Linked DNA regions of Gossypium hirsutum: region 1 is linked to region 2. A link is a contact called in public Hi-C data. All regions are on one chromosome and are shown on one strand. The core of a region is the stretch at or near the end of the contact, and the rest is flanking DNA. Distances in the headings are between cores, read along the strand shown. Region 1 has its middle 64 kb from the start of LOC121215068. Region 2 has its middle 49 kb from the start of LOC121214999.

Evidence for each region. Hi-C and Micro-C count contacts between places; a contact is called where the count stands out from the background.
Region 1: a contact with region 2 is called in a Hi-C map of leaf, with 1.8 times the contacts expected there. The contact joins two enhancer-like sites. A contact is called at or near these places in 6 of 34 Hi-C or Micro-C datasets (anther, leaf and petal).

What each region holds. Positions count from the first base shown.
Region 1 is chrD02:61,722,754-61,726,109 of Gossypium_hirsutum_v2.1, reverse strand. No RefSeq gene overlaps it. Among protein-coding and RNA genes, the nearest start is that of LOC121215068, 64 kb to the left of the region's middle. Within about 2 kb of position 1,804, at least 3 of the 9 cell types and tissues checked have an H3K27ac peak or open chromatin away from gene starts, as enhancers often do. A contact at or near this core is called in leaf, where this site is marked.
Region 2 is chrD02:61,672,705-61,676,272 of Gossypium_hirsutum_v2.1, reverse strand. No RefSeq gene overlaps it. Among protein-coding and RNA genes, the nearest start is that of LOC121214999, 49 kb to the right of the region's middle. Within about 2 kb of position 1,587, at least 7 of the 9 cell types and tissues checked have an H3K27ac peak or open chromatin away from gene starts, as enhancers often do. A contact at or near this core is called in leaf, where this site is marked.

The DNA of each region.
Region 1 (3,356 bases), core at 555-3,054, 50 kb before region 2:
TTAACATGTAAAATCCTCTAACTATATAAGAAATTCTAAATATTTTAAGTATACTTATATTAAATATATATTCATATTTATACTCAAATTGAATTTAAATAACTTAGCAATTCTTATATCTAATTTCTTCTAATCATATTTGTAAAATTTAATTCCTTGAACATCCCAAAAAAATGGGTTGAGATCCTATTCATTATACTTTTGTTGATTACTTTTCAATAATTATGATAGAAAATTATTCATAAACATCCATCAATGAATTATAAAATTATAATTTTAAATAATGATTAAAAGTTGTATTAAATAATATAAGAATAATATTTGATGCATTGTCTGTGTATAAATCTCATGTACTATTAAAAAATTCACATTAAATCACCTTATCAATAAGTAAAATAATAAAATATAAGGACTTATAAATAAATATTGATAAGATTAGTTAATTATAATTAAAATTAATAATATTTTTTGTCAAGCCTTTCCCTATATATTGATGTAGCAAACTTCTCTAAATTAGGTTTTGGTTTTTGGGATTCTTTTGGTTCAATTTAAAAATATTTCACTAATTTCCAATCACCAAACAATTAGAATTATTTTTGTGATTTTTTATCTTCTCCTTCTCCCACATTAAATTATTCTGACAATCTTTTGGCTTCATTAAGTATCTTGAAAGTTAACATTATAGATTTAATGATTACTGTAAAAGAAAAAAAAAACTTACAACTCCAGCAGATTTAACGATTATTGTAATAAAAATATATTGTTAACAACAATACTTCCATAGGTGATGAATTATTGTTGATTTCAGTTGTTTTACTTTTCATGGGTGTTTATATCTCTATAGGAATAGATGTCCATAGTAAATTCTTCACCTTTGAGCTTCACCTGCCTTACCGACAAATTTAGTTGTCCCTAGAAATAGATGATTATAAATAACTGTTTGGTGGTTGAAAATCAATTAAATAATTCTAAATTGAGAAAAAAGAAATCCCAAAGGCCAAAACCTAATTTGGAGAAGTTTTCCTATCTCTATACACTGGAAAGAAGTTGAGAAAAAAAAATATAATTAATTTTAATTATAATTAAATAAACTTATCTATATTTATTTATAAGTCCTAAAATACTCAATTATTTTGCTTATTGTGAGGTGGCTTAATGTGGTTCAATGATGGTGCATGAGACTTATACACCGATAATGTATCAAATATTAACCTATAATATAATTCAATATCATTTTCTTTCAAAAAAACCAAAGTAATTCAATATCATCTAAAGGATACAAAGGGAACAATTTTGGAACAAACCGAGGAAAAGGGAAATTGCCACAAATATCTATAAAAGTATTATGGAGGTTCATGTATTAAAAGTCAGATTGCATTTTGCCTTTTCTATTAAAAAAATGAGCAACCTAGTCCTTATATATTACATTAAAAAGTAAATTGATCTTTTCTATTGAAAATTCTATCTATTTGTACAGTTAAAAACTAACATAGTTGAAGGAATAACCAAACAATGACATATAGTGTGTCATGTATACCTCATGTTGATGTATTTAATAGCAAAACTGAATTTTTTTTAACAAAAGGACTAATTTATTATTTGATCTAATGTACATGGATTACTTTATCTATTTTTTAAATAGATAAAATAAAATACAATTTAACTCTTGATACAAAAACTTCCATAATACTTTTATCCATATATATTCAAGAACAAATAATTAATGTATAGGTAATGAATGGTCAAGGTCAATAAGTTGGCAATCCACATGGTGAGTATGGGATGAAGGGTGCAACAAACAGTTTGTGAGATGATGGAGGGAATGCCCCCTCCATATCATATCATATCATCGTCATCCATGCAACCCCTTACATGTCATCAGATTATTTATACATCCAACCATCAAATTAAATTAATCCCATTTTCTCTTTCATTTGTTGCCTTAATTTGCATATATGGGTTAGCTTTTTACGTTCAAACTCCTCAATTCTCCCACTTATATTCCCGAGGGTTTCAATGGTGGCAATGAAAGTGACAATATAATTCTCATAAGTATGGATATATAATCGTTCATATATATATGAAAAATTATTTTAAAAGATTTTATCATATCTACCAATCGCGGAGCTTAGCAAATATCAAAGGGCATGGTTTCCTAAAATAGTAAAATCTTAATTTAGACTTTTTATAATTTATAAAATTTTAAATTAATAATGATAAAAATACACTTTAACCACTTAAAAATTATATAAATTTAATTTAACGTTTTTAAAATTATAATATATAAATTATTAAAATTACTATTGTAAAAATTCATATTAGACACTTATCAATATATACACTTAAATTCAAATAAATGTGAAAATTCATATGTATTTAATAGAATGTTTGTAATTAAATTCAATAAAAGCAATAGTATTACTATTGATGATTCATTTTCAAGGAATTTGATAATATTCACACACACCTTTCTATAAAGACGTATCTGTCACAATTAAGAAGTATTGTATATAGATGATTCACCATACATAAATTAATAAACTTTGATGCAGAAGTTATAAACTCCATACATACACATATTTTTGTATGGACGAAATCAAGCCAGCAGAGCACATATCTGTATTAATGGTTTACATATAAATCATATATATGAACATCGCACATGTGAAAAAAATCATTATCCATTTCCTAAAACAATTTGAAAACTTTTGCATGACGCGTATATTAATTATTTCACATATATATAGTATACAATAATATTGGTTTGATTTTGATATATATTGTGGAGAGAAATGATTATTTTTGCAGAGTACACGTTTTTCTCTTTTCTTGAAATTAAATGCACAGAAAGAATGAAGGCAAGAGGTCATTTTCATTTCCAACGAATCAATTGGAACTTAGCGGAATTAAAACTTTTTAGCAGCCATAGGAAGGTGTTTGATAGCCAGCCAGCATGTTATGTTAGCCCACCTCGACCTCTAGGGCACGGCACATGATTTATTGCCATCTTTGACCCCCACTAGCCATATGCATATAAAATGTACATAATTCATACTGGTACAACATTTATGTACTGCCATCAAAATACGTTTCTAATCCAAGATTATTATTAGATAATATTCATATTGGGAATCGACCCGATTAAGCAACAAACAAGTTAAAATAACGGAAGAAATTGAGAAATTAAACACACAAATTTAACGTGGAAAAGCTCCTCCAAAGAGGATAAAAAACCACGGGCAAAGATAATTTTTACTATAATGGCAAAATAACGAAGAGTACAAAAGATAGAGATAAAAAAACTAAACCCCGAAACCCGAAAACAAAGAACCCTCTAAACGTAAACACAAAATTCT
Region 2 (3,568 bases), core at 338-2,837:
CATATACTCAGCACAACCCATAAATGTCGTTCAATAAATTGCCAACATTTCAAATATGAAAACTATCTCAAACAACTCCAATGGTAAAGGAGTGAGAACTCCCTTGGCACTCTATTGCCATTTTTATATTTTTCAACAATCTTCCCTTTTAGCAATTTGTTGAACAAAACATACACAATGGAGGAAGCTATAACATCAAGTAACCTCAGCTCCCCCTTAACATATTCTCATTAATTCAATAAACTTAACCTAAAAAATAATTAAGTAGATTAATCATCAACACCATCATGTGGTTTGTAAGATTTTTCTCTTTGTATTGACACGATGTTTTTTTTGTTTCTAAGGAGATAGATTGACATTTAGACCCTATATGGCACGAATGATGATGAAGAAATAAGGAAATAATGACAGGTTGAATGTGTGAAAGTAGTGGTATAAATAAGACACCAATGCTCACAAGCTATTTGTGTTTGACTCCAAATAAAAGGCTCAAATTTGATTCGGTAATTATCGAGTTGAGCTTGCACTCAAGCAACTTAAGCTATTAATCAAGCTGAATTTGAGCATTGTAATACTCAATTTGAATAGTTCTGACTCTAATTGAGCTTTTCATTTTAATATATTGTATATGAAATCACATTTTTACTATTATTATATAAAATAGCTTAAGTATGAACGAGCTTAATTAAGAAACAAGCCTAATAAAGCTCAAGTTTAAAAATTGATGTCTGATTGAACTTAAATCGAATATCGAGCCTTGAATTTCGAGTCGAATTTGAGCTTGAACTTGTGTTTTCCACTATTTGAGTTGGGCTCAACTCAACTACACTATTAACTACACTATTTTGCTAAATGATAGAATAATGTACATTCATACAAATACATATAATTATTGAGTTCAATTAACTAATTTATGAGTTACTAAGTTGAATTAACAAATGTTGTATTTTTTATGTTAAAAATTCATAATATAAAACTTAAGAACTTACATAATTTATCGGGCCAATATTTTTAATAAAAGTTACGAGGGTAACCCCACTTATTAAGACAATAATGTTTTTATTATAGATAAAAGTAAAATATAAAGCAAAAAGAGTTGGATTGAATAACTAAATTCTCAACAAAAGATTAGTGGTGCAGAGTATGATGGTATAGGCAAAAATGGGGTTGGGATTTGGAGTGAGATAGGTGCGTCGGTCAGTTGAAAGGTAAGCATTTATTGGGCCCCACTGCAAGCCCACGTCCATAAAACGACAAACTAGAGAGAACGTGTGACTAAAACAGAAACAAATACGTGTGCATATTTTTAATATTTTATGAAAATAAGAGAGAATATTTATGATTCATGTCGTAAGAGCCGAAAGGAACATCAAGACTCGGCTCACATGGTCCCTTCTATATCTCTTCTTCCCATCATTCATACCTCTCTCCCCTTCCATTGTTTTTCGTTACATCAATTGTAACTTTTCATTCCTTTGAGCACAAACCCAAGAAAATAAAGAGTGACTTCCTTCCTCCCTGCGTTTTTGTTCTCTATTTAGCTTAAGAAATTTATACGCATTTTCTTATGAAACAGACGGAGCCAAGGAGGTGCAAAGAGTTTTCTATGGTGAAATGGAGGATGAGGAGGAGGCGGACTGCTTGCAGTGGCGGAGGCAGCACCGGTGGTCGATCAGTTAGAATGAAGATCAAAAGGTTGCAAAAGCTAATTCCGGGAGGGAAATTGATGCAACCGGATCGCCTGTTCTTGAGGACGGCAGATTATATACTGCATTTGCGCTTACAACTTAATCTTCTGCAAGCTCTTTCCAAGATTTGCCAACCCTCAATTTAATCTCTCCTTTTCTTTTTATAAGGGTAAAGGTAAAAGTTATTTAAAGATTGAATGATGTTAACTAAACACTCCAATAATTCAGTCGACATTAATATTCAAATATTTATGTAGATTATATATAATATAGAATTTATATGGCATTTGCTGCCTTGCCATATACCAATGTACTCTCTTCCTTCTTCTTCTTCTTCTTTTTTTCTTACAGTAATTATATTTGAATGTTAAGGTTTTTCTCCTAAGAAGTTGGTTTATTCTTTTCTTTTAGCTTGTTAATATTGGTGGTCTTAATTTCCTCTGGAATTCATGCATGCGGGCTACCCATCTGCTGGAATTTCCGGCCTTTGTTCCTTCTTTCTTTCTCGTTTGTTGACTAAATTACACTTATGTTTTGTTTAAGTACATTTTGGACATCAAAATTATGCAGCCATTAACTTTTGTTAAGTGTGTAACAATAAGTTGATGTCAAATTTTTTAATTAATCCCTATAATTTTAATTTTTCTTTTCTTTTAACTTTCCTTTTTCTTTTTCTTTTAGCTTTCCAGAACGTAAATAACCAAAATCCCCTCCCTAAAACAAAATATAAAACATCAAAACTCATTCTTAAATTCAACCTCAACAAGAAGAAAAATAAACCCCATCTTCAACCCATTATTTATTATTCATGGAAATGTATAAATTTTTCTTTCTTAACTTATATGAAGTGTTCTTTTCATTTTCTTTATCTGCTTAAAGGATTCTCTGCCAAATGCAATTCTTAACCATGTTTAGTTTTATTTTTGACATATTTTCTTAGATGCCACTACATCGATGAGTAATTGAAATTTCTATTTTCTAATAACAGAGTTCTATGTTTGCTTGTTTGGTATATTTTAAGCTAATTGGATTTTATTTGCAATGAGGTTGATTTCTATTATTTTTACTGCTGACATTCAAAATAAAACGTAACCTTCTCTCTTTTAGTTTCGAGCTGGGTTTTAGGAAGTCCTATTTTTTGTCTGAATTGCTTCATTCTGACAATTGTTTCATTGTAATATTTTCTTTCTTCTCTTTTTTTCATTTTCTATTCATTTAGATCTCTCTCATTGTATATTTGAATTAAGATCATTTTTAGTTAATATATATTCAAAATTTTCAAAAGAATATTTAATTGTGTATTTTCACAAAAAAATCCAGAAATATTATTTTATTTTACGTTTAAAAATCATTATTTTATTTTTTAAATTAATTCTCATTAAATTCACAACAGTATTAAATACAAATTAATTTAAAAATTCAAAAATATCATCATTTTAATATTAAAATCAAATATTTTCATGAGTAAAAATAATAGGCCAATACTTTACTTAATTACAAAAATAATATAAAGATTTGTTTAAATAAAATGTAGTAGTTTAAGTAGTTTTTTAAAAATATATTATCCTTCATTTTTCTTCAATATTGGAGCTGACAATAAGAATTTTTGTTTTAGCCTACAAAGCTCAAAATTTCCACGTAAAGTTAACTCAATTCATCAAATTCAACAACCAAGAATTTTAAAATTTTCTAACCCTTTATTTGATGAAGGAGATATAATTAAAATAGCTCAAAAAAAAAGTGCAAGGACTAACTATACAATTTGGTTTAAAATGTTCATCTGAAAAGATGACACCTTTACTGAAAGTTAACAACTGAGTGACAATAACATGATAAATAGACGATATTAATGATTATATAATAATTTTTTAAAGTTTGAT